Linked DNA regions of Mus musculus: region 1 is linked to region 2. The links are chromatin contacts, called in public Hi-C maps. All regions are on one chromosome and are shown on one strand. The core of a region is the stretch at or near the end of the contact, and the rest is flanking DNA. Distances in the headings are between cores, read along the strand shown.

Region 1 (4,337 bases), core at 1,141-3,640, 190 kb before region 2:
AAAACTAGTTACAAATTCTATGCAAGGTGATCTGCACAGAGGTTATGTGCTTAAAGCCCAATCTTATCCTTAGACCTAGGAGCATCATATTTAACAAGTTGCCCTAAGAAACTCAGAAATGCATACAAAGGTGTTCATTATATATTATTTATTACAATAAAAGTTTATAGCAACTTCAATAATAGTAGTACACATTATCTACACAGAATACAACCTAACACCCTCAGTGACACTGTAACCTTGGATAATAGCAAAGTATCTCTCTCTCTACACACATAAGCTAAGATTTTTCTCTACACATGCATACCTATGACAGCCTGATTTATAAATCAGGCATAATTAAAGGATAACAGTAATAAAACAGAACAATATAATAAAAGTTACATAAAGACAGTATCTCAAAATATGTCAGTAACTACACTTTCTCTTTCTGCAGTGCTGCTATGAAATGGAACAATGGCTATGTGACAAGAAGTGAGGTAACAAGACCAAGAACCACGGGGACGCATCAGGCCTCTGTTAATACTGTAGCAAGAGATCAGAAGGAAGAGCATGGACAGAAACAAGCTGCCGCCTGCCAGATGATTAAGCTATCATTTAATAGTTGTTAAATTATGTGACATATGGATACAAAAACTAATTAGAAGTCCCACTACAGAAAAACAAAACAAAACAAAACAAAAACAAAGAAATCGGCAGATAAAAGGCAAACTGTGATTAAATAAACAAGTTGGTATGATTCGACTTAGAAAAAGGAAGAGGAGGGCAAACAGAGAGAATGGGAGAAGAGGCAAGGAAGGCAGAGTCAATAGAAGAAGAGAGAGAAGGGATGGAGAGAAGCAGAAACTTTACAACCGCTCAGAAGGCCAGTTTTGAGCTCTGAGGCTGTAGCTTCAATCTGTGGAGTTGTCAGTGAAGTATTTACTCTCTGTCCTGTGTCCCCAATGGTAAAGCAGTACCTTCATCATACAGCCGAGAGATGTTAAATTGCTACTCTACTGCAATGACTAGAATACTGTTAGCAAGCAATGCTTTTAACTACTCCTAGGTAGAAAAACAAAAGAACTAACTCTGGAGAGTGGAATAGATTTTTGGTGTGTGTTTTTTCTATCATTTCTAAGTTTCTAGCATCAATACATAATATTTAATGAAGAACAAGAAATAAGTTGTCTCTAAGGGGTGAACCAGTGGATTTTATATCCTTTTCTTATATACTTCTAAAGTTTATCTTCCTTTTTAACTGTCTTTTATTGTTTAGCCAGCCCCTCAATTCTCTTCCCTGCAACTTGACTGCAAGAGTTCAACTCTGGGGTCTGGGTAAGTCGAGACTGCTGTTCTTCCTCTGGGGTCACTCTCCCTTTCAGCTTCTTCAATCCTTCCCCTAATTCAACCATATGGGTTCCCCAACTTCAGTCCAATGGTTGGATGTAAGTATTCTCAGACAGCTGCTAGTAGGACCTCTCAGAGGACAGCCATCCTGAGGCCCCTAGCACATATGTAGCATATGTCTGGCTTGTCTGGCCTCAGTGGGAGAAGATTCACTTAATCCTTGAGAGCCTTGAGGTCCCAGGGAAGGCAAAGGCCTGATGGTGGAGAGCACCCTCTCAGAGACAAGGGGGAGGAGGAATGGGATGAGGAACTGTGGGAAGGGGGACTGAGGTGGGAAACGACTGCAATATAAATAAATAAAATAATTTAAATTTAAAAAAAGAGTTCAACTCTGGCTTTGTCTATGATTTAATAACTATGAAACTCTATTTATGGGACTGGAGAACTGGGTCAGAGGTTAGAAGTCGGTGTTCTTGTTGAGGACAAAAGTTACCCAGCACCCAGGCCAGGCAGCTCAAAACTGTAAGGGCTTTGATGCCTGGGACCTCTGTGGGCAATTACATTCACCTGCACATAACACATGCACACAACTATGCACACTTTACAAATAATAAAAGTCAATCTGTTTTTTAAATACATGTGTGTTATTTCATAGCTAAAAGTCCAGGGTAAATATTCTGGTTTACAGTTCCAATTATTCATGACAAGTGATAAATCATGTAAAATTAATGAAATTTAAAATTTATATAAGTATTTATTTTATACATTAATAAGTTATATAATATTTTGTGTGTAATAAAAGCCCAATGCAATGTAAGGCTTTTCTTTCATGCAAAGAAGAAACCACTTTCTCTATCATACATACTCCTTGACATATAAGTGTTCAGAAAAAGGTAAACAAAAAAAGTAACAAAAAGAAGAGAATGATTTCAAATAGTAAGGTATTTGAAAAGCTCTGCTTTTAATGTGTATGAGTGTTTTGCCTGCATGTCTATCTGTGCACCATGTGCATGCCTCGTGCTTGCTGGAGAAGCCAGAAGGATTGCCTAACTGGAGTTACAGATGGTCGAGAGGTTCCCTAGGACTACTGGGAATCAAACCCAGTGTCCTCTGGAAGAGCAACTGGAGCTCTTAACCACTAAGCCATCTCTCCAGGCCCTGAAAAGGTCCTTTAGATAACTGTGCCAGAAGTGAAACACTCCAAAATGCTTACTTCCATAATGTGTACAATAGTGTTAACAATTTATTCAGAAGGCTACCTGTAAAGTTGTAGACATTCTGTAGCTTCCCAGAAACTTTGTGTCCATATAGTATCAATTAAAGGTTAATCAAATAAAGGTGAGTGAAAGAAAGAAAGAAAGAAAGAAAGAGAGAAAGAAAGAAAGAAAGAAAAACAGATTTTAGAGCCTTTGTTTCCTTTTGTTGAATTTGAAACTGCTTTATATAAAAGTAAAATTTTTAACTCCAGCTTCAAGGGATATCAATAGAAATTTTGATTTGTGGCTCCCTTAAATTGCATAGAGCCAACCTAGCATTATTAAGGGGTTGAACTGTGTTGGAAACAAGCTGCTTATTAAAATGAATTGTTAAGCTTTGCAGCAGATGAGAAAGAACAAAAGAACTATAGGCCTTATATTACTCATCCTATTGCTACAAAACAAAGCACTCCAAAACATTAAAGAAGAACCATTGGCCCACAATTCCGCAATCCCATGTGCACTGGCCTAGCTGAGTGACTCAGACAGCTGCAGCGGACCGGTCTCTCCTGCAGGCATCCATCAAGCCCCAGTTTGCCATTCTATCTGCTAAAGGAGATCAATTGGCCAAGCCAAGAAAAAGTGTGGGGGAGACTGCACAGAGCCTGTATACCAAGGAACATGAATCAGAGGGTTTAGGGCAACGGGAAGGATGGTAACATAGCAATCTACCAGCACTCTGCTCTCTGGATCTGATGAATCATAGCCCTCCCACCTGCAGCGGTTTCAAAGAATCCCTAAGTCTGAGTCTTTGATAGAGGAGCAAAGTTCTTTTTCTGCAATAGGCATCAGGGTAAAGGTAAAAATTCCAGGCTATGGCTTGGGTTTGATTCATTTAGAAACTGAAACTCATGACATAAAAACACAAACATCTTTTCTAAAAAATAAAAAAAAAAAACAGTGGAAGAAACAAGAGAAGTTATTTGTTCACAAAATCCAGCACTGTACATATATAGGCCTCCTATGCAAAGAATGTACCTCTTCCTGGAATGACTCCACCACATATAGCTAGCTCCTGGCCCACCCCTGGGCTTTTGACTAGGAGACCACATTCTTTTTTTTTTTTTTTTTTTTTGTTTAAGAAATGGTTTTATCATAATATATCAGAGACCATAGGCCCCCTTTTAAACTGACTGTTTCCTCAGAAAATTGGACATAGTACTACCGGAGGATCCAGCAATACCTCTCCTGGGCATATATCCAGAAGATGCCCCAACTGGTAAGAAGGACACATGCTCCACTATGTTCATAGCAGCCTTATTTATAATAGCCAGAAGCTGGAAAGAACCCAGATGCCCCTCAACAGAGGAATGGATACAGAAAATGTGGTACATCTACACAATGGAGTACTACTCAGCTATTAAAAAGAATGAATTTATGAAATTCCTAGCCAAATGGATGGACCTGGAGGGCATCATCCTGAGTGAGGTAACACATTCACAAAGGAACTCACACAATATGTACTCACTGATAAGTGGATATTAGCCCCAAACCTAGGATTCCCAAGATATAAGATACAATTTGCTAAACACATGAAACTCAAGAAGAATGAAGACTGAAGTGTGGACACTATGCCCCTCCTTAGAATTGGGAACAAAACACCCATGGAAGGAGTTACAGAGACAAAGTTTGGAGCTGAGATGAAAGGATGGACCATGTAGAGACTGCCATATCCAGGGATCCACCCCATAATCAGCATCCAAACGCTGACACCATTGCATACCCTAGCAAGATTTTATTGAAAGGACCCAG
Region 2 (4,101 bases), core at 517-3,016:
CATGTGTTATCTCCATTAATCTTCATACCAACCTTGAGAAACCATTACCACCCTCCCTATTCGATAGGTGTAAAGATCTTGAATGTTACAGCAGCAAGTGGAGACTCCATAGCCTGGCTGCTCACCCCTACTCAGCACTGCCTCTGGAAGCCTGCTGGAATGCCCTCAGTAGTTTGCATCATGGCTCAGTATCAGGGCAACTTTGCTTCGAAAATCTTATTTGCTGCACACCTTGTTTACAAAAAAAAGAAAAGTCACATTGGTTATGCCAAGGCTTCCTCTTCAGTGTTGGCTCGGGAGGGCCATTTCACTGGAGATGGCAGACAGCTTTCATCTGCATGCCAGTGCCAAACAGTAAGCAAAAGCTGCATGGGGCTCAGCACTGGAGGATGCTCGGGGACTTGGCAGGAGAAGGTGATTAATTAGAAATGGCTCCCCTGGGCCCTGGAGCAGGAAGTCTTTGCCTCGCCTGAAGCTAGCTTTCTGGAACCACTCATGTGCTCAGTCATTTTCTAGCTAGCACAGGCCTGCCCTGGATTTCCTCTTTTTATTCATGGCTTTGGGTTTGGTTGGGTTTTTTTTTTTTTGGGCAGGTGGGGGGATCATTCTTTTTTTTTTTTCACTAGTTAAGTTTTAAATTTTGAATCCAATTGTGTGAAGATGCCGAAAAATATAATTTCCCTTGCTTACAAAATCCAGAATTACTATATATTTGAGGTGAAATCAGATAAACTAATAAAAGGATGGGCTATATGAGCTAAATTCTTAGATTTTATAATCTATTAAAAAAACAAGTTTCATAGAACGTATAGTATTTCATCAACTTTTGTGCTTATGCTTGCTAATTTTAAAATTGTTTACCGCTTACCAAACAGCTCCTATTGACCACACAACCCATTTTCAGTTTCACTGATAAAATTCCCAAGTTTGAAGACTCATTAAGAATTAAAAACAAAACAAAACGAAAATAAAAGTAACAACAAAAAACAACATAGATTGTTTGTCTTAAGAATTTCATTGTTTAGCTCATTGGTTAGAATGCAATAAGAGTATTTTTAAATGTACCTATAGCTTTTAAATTTTTCTCACTGAACTTCTACCTTTATAGAGAATAAAGCAGGCTCCAAATAGATGTTTACAGAAGACATAAACTGCTTTGAGAAGGCCATGCTTTCTAATGTTCTACAAAGGAAAGACATTGAAAATTCTCCCTGAAAGAAAATTTTAAACAGATAAGTACTAGATACACTTTCTTCAAAAAGTAAAAATATGTACATAGTAAAATTATAATTAAAATTCTCTGCAGCTGTTTTTTTTTTTTCCCAACCCCAAACTCTAAAACATAATTTAAGAGAAGGAAGTTCTGTGACCTTTTGCATCCACAGGAGTAACACATACCTAGAATATTCTATGCTTAGCATTTGCATACTGATTCTTCGTTTGAAAAAAAGAAGTGGATTCTGGCAATCAATTCATCTGGTCCAAATTACAGACAGTGCTTTGAGAGTTTTTCTCTGCTCAAGTATCCCAACTCTAAGCACATGAAAAGAGAGAGCACAAGTCACATGGCAGCCTCAAGAGAATCGTCATTTTAATTGCATTGATCTTACTTCATGAGGTTAAATACAATTGTTCCCCAAGTAATATATCATTTTTATTGAGGTTAATGTTGAGTCAAGATGTAATTTCAGCAGCTTCTTAAAGGTGTTTGATCTGTCTCCCCAGCCACAGGCTGATACTTATTGTTCACTTGGAATTCCAAACTGGTCTTACTCCACTCATTAGAGTTGAATATACTTTAAATAAATACTGTGATTCAAGATAGAAGTATGTGTGTGCTATTTAAGTAAAGAAACTTCAGAAGGCTTCCATCTTTCAACATGGCAAACTTGATGACAAGTGATTGTTGACCTCAAAGTCTCTGATACTGTTCTCATTGAGAGTTTGGGGCAGTTTTTCAAAGTTTTCAAAAGTTTTGGACACTAGAGCTCAGCAGAAGTGACATAAAATGTCCTATGCCTTTGACCCAAAATGTGCTCTGCCTATTTTCAGGATGTGCAGGGACAAAGACAAAGCAGAAACAAAGATAGTGGCCAACCAATGACTCCTCTAAACTAAGACCCAGCCCATGGGCAAGAACCAATCCCTAACACTCTTGATGATACTGTTATGCTTGCAGACAAGACTCCTTCCTCCCAACAGCCAATGGAAACAGATGCACAGACTCACAGCCAAATATTAGATGGAGCTCTGGGAGTCTTGTAGAAGAGTTGGGAGAAAAATTGAGGGACTTGAAGATAGGGACTCCACAAGAAGACCAACACAGTCAACTAACCTGAAACTTTGGTGGCTCCCAGAGACTGGACGGCCAACCAAAGAGACCATAGGTTGGACCCAGGCCCCTTCTGCGTACTTAGCAGAAGTGCAGCTTGGTTTTCATACAAGTCCCCCAACAACTGGAACAGGAGCTGACCCTGAATCTGTTATCTGCTTATGGATCCCATTCCCCTACCTGGGCCACCTTGTCTAGCTTCAGTGAGAGAGGATACTCCTAGTCCTGCAGTGACTTGATGAGCAGGGGTGTGTGTGTGTGTGTGTGTGTGTGTGTGTGTGTGTGTGTATACACTGGAAAGGGGGCTGATACTGGAATGTTAAGTGAATAAATAAATAATTTAATAAAGAAACAGCCTATAATGCTAGGACACGAAAGACAATGCAGCTTGCTTGCTGGGATACTCATTCTGTTCTTGGCAGCTGGAGTTACCATGTAGAAACTCAGCCTTCAAGAAGTCTCCATGCTGGAAAGACTCACACAAGTTTGCCTGCAGACACTCCTGGTCAAGACCAGCTCCCAGATACCTAACAAATGAACCTGGTATGATTGATGAAGCATCAGGTGACTTAGTCTTTGAGTTATATCCTCAGCTCCACTGCTCAAAGCTTCCTTTCTTTTTTAAGTTCTATTATATGTGTATGGGTGTTTCACCTGCATGTATGCCTGTGTAGCACTAGTGTGCATGGTGCCCAAAGAGGCCAGAAGAAGGCATCAGACACCTTGGAACTAGAGTTACAAATGTTTGTAAGTTGCCATATGGGTACTGGAATTAAACCCAGATTCTCTGGAGGGGCATTTAGTGATCTTAACTGCTAAGCCATCTCTCCAGTCCCTGTTCAAAACTTCTTAGTTGAGGTCCAAGAATGAAGGAGGTAAGATATATTACTATGTGTGCCCTATTTGAATTTCTCCCCCCAGAGAATCCATGAGCACAATTAATCATGGTTGGTTTATCTTCTAAGTGGCGTGTGTGTGTGTGTGTGTGTGTGTGTGTGTGTGTGTGTGTGTGAAACAGAATATGATTCTATAGCCCTCGCTGACCTGAAACTCACTTTTGTGTATCAAGCTTGCCTTGAACTCCCAGACATCTGCTTGCCTCTTCCTCCTGAGTCCTGGGATTAAAGGTGCTCCCTACCATGCCCTAGTAACTGAAACATTAACTCGTGCCTGGAAAGAGAATAATTTTATAATATTTATTAGATGCAAGATAAATGTGTTTTATTGCTTTTAGGGCCAGGCACTTGTAGAAGACTCATAGATTTTGAAGTAAAGTGTTAAAGGAAGTTCAAAGAAACATTAGAAGAAGTTGGAGGAGGAACACCTCTTGCTGGTCTCCATAGAAAGATAACACCATCACCTGTGAGAGTGTAGAAAAGAGATCGGCCCGAATGAGCCACTAATCAAGAGAGAGAGAGAGAGAGATTGAGATTTCTTCCTTTTCTAGTCTACTGTGGGAGGCATTTTCCTGGAGTCTTTTCTGGGGCTGGAGGGTGACATTGGCGTGCTGAGCACGCTCCTGACTCAGGGCTTGGAGCTCTCCATGCAGAACAGTGTAGGTCTCCAACAAAACGTGATGGAGCGATGCCCTGAAGATCCTAGAGCTCAAGCCTGAGTTCGATATTGTAAAGGGATAGGGTGTTTATAGGTTCTCTTGCAGTCGGTGCCCTGCCGTTTCCCACAGGGGAGGGCCACACATGCCTGTTGCAATGCCAGGCAACTGGTAGTCTGAAATCTGGCCACAGAGTCCTTGACTGTTTTCTCATTAA

Evidence for each region. A called contact is a pair of places that touch in the nucleus more often than the background predicts.
Region 1: a contact with region 2 is called in a Hi-C map of pancreatic cancer cells, with 2.2 times the contacts expected there. The contact joins two enhancer-like sites. A contact is called at or near these places in 1 of 15 datasets of contacts at CTCF or cohesin (pro-B cells), 4 of 484 Hi-C or Micro-C datasets (the C2C12 cell line, Sertoli cells, nephron progenitors and 1 more) and 3 of 115 datasets of contacts at active chromatin or transcription factors (embryonic stem cells and pancreatic cancer cells).

Annotation. Positions count from the first base shown.
Region 1 is chr12:41,088,999-41,093,335 of GRCm38.p6, reverse strand. The region is part of intron 3 of Immp2l (IMP2 inner mitochondrial membrane peptidase-like (S. cerevisiae)); the gene reads right to left. Among named protein-coding and RNA genes, the nearest start is that of Immp2l, 67 kb to the right of the region's middle. Within about 2 kb of position 2,390, at least 39 of the 459 cell types and tissues checked have an H3K27ac peak or open chromatin away from gene starts, as enhancers often do. A contact at or near this core is called in pancreatic cancer cells, where this site is marked.
Region 2 is chr12:40,894,861-40,898,961 of GRCm38.p6, reverse strand. No RefSeq gene overlaps it. Among named protein-coding and RNA genes, the nearest start is that of Immp2l, 130 kb to the left of the region's middle. Within about 2 kb of position 1,766, at least 25 of the 459 cell types and tissues checked have an H3K27ac peak or open chromatin away from gene starts, as enhancers often do. A contact at or near this core is called in pancreatic cancer cells, where this site is marked.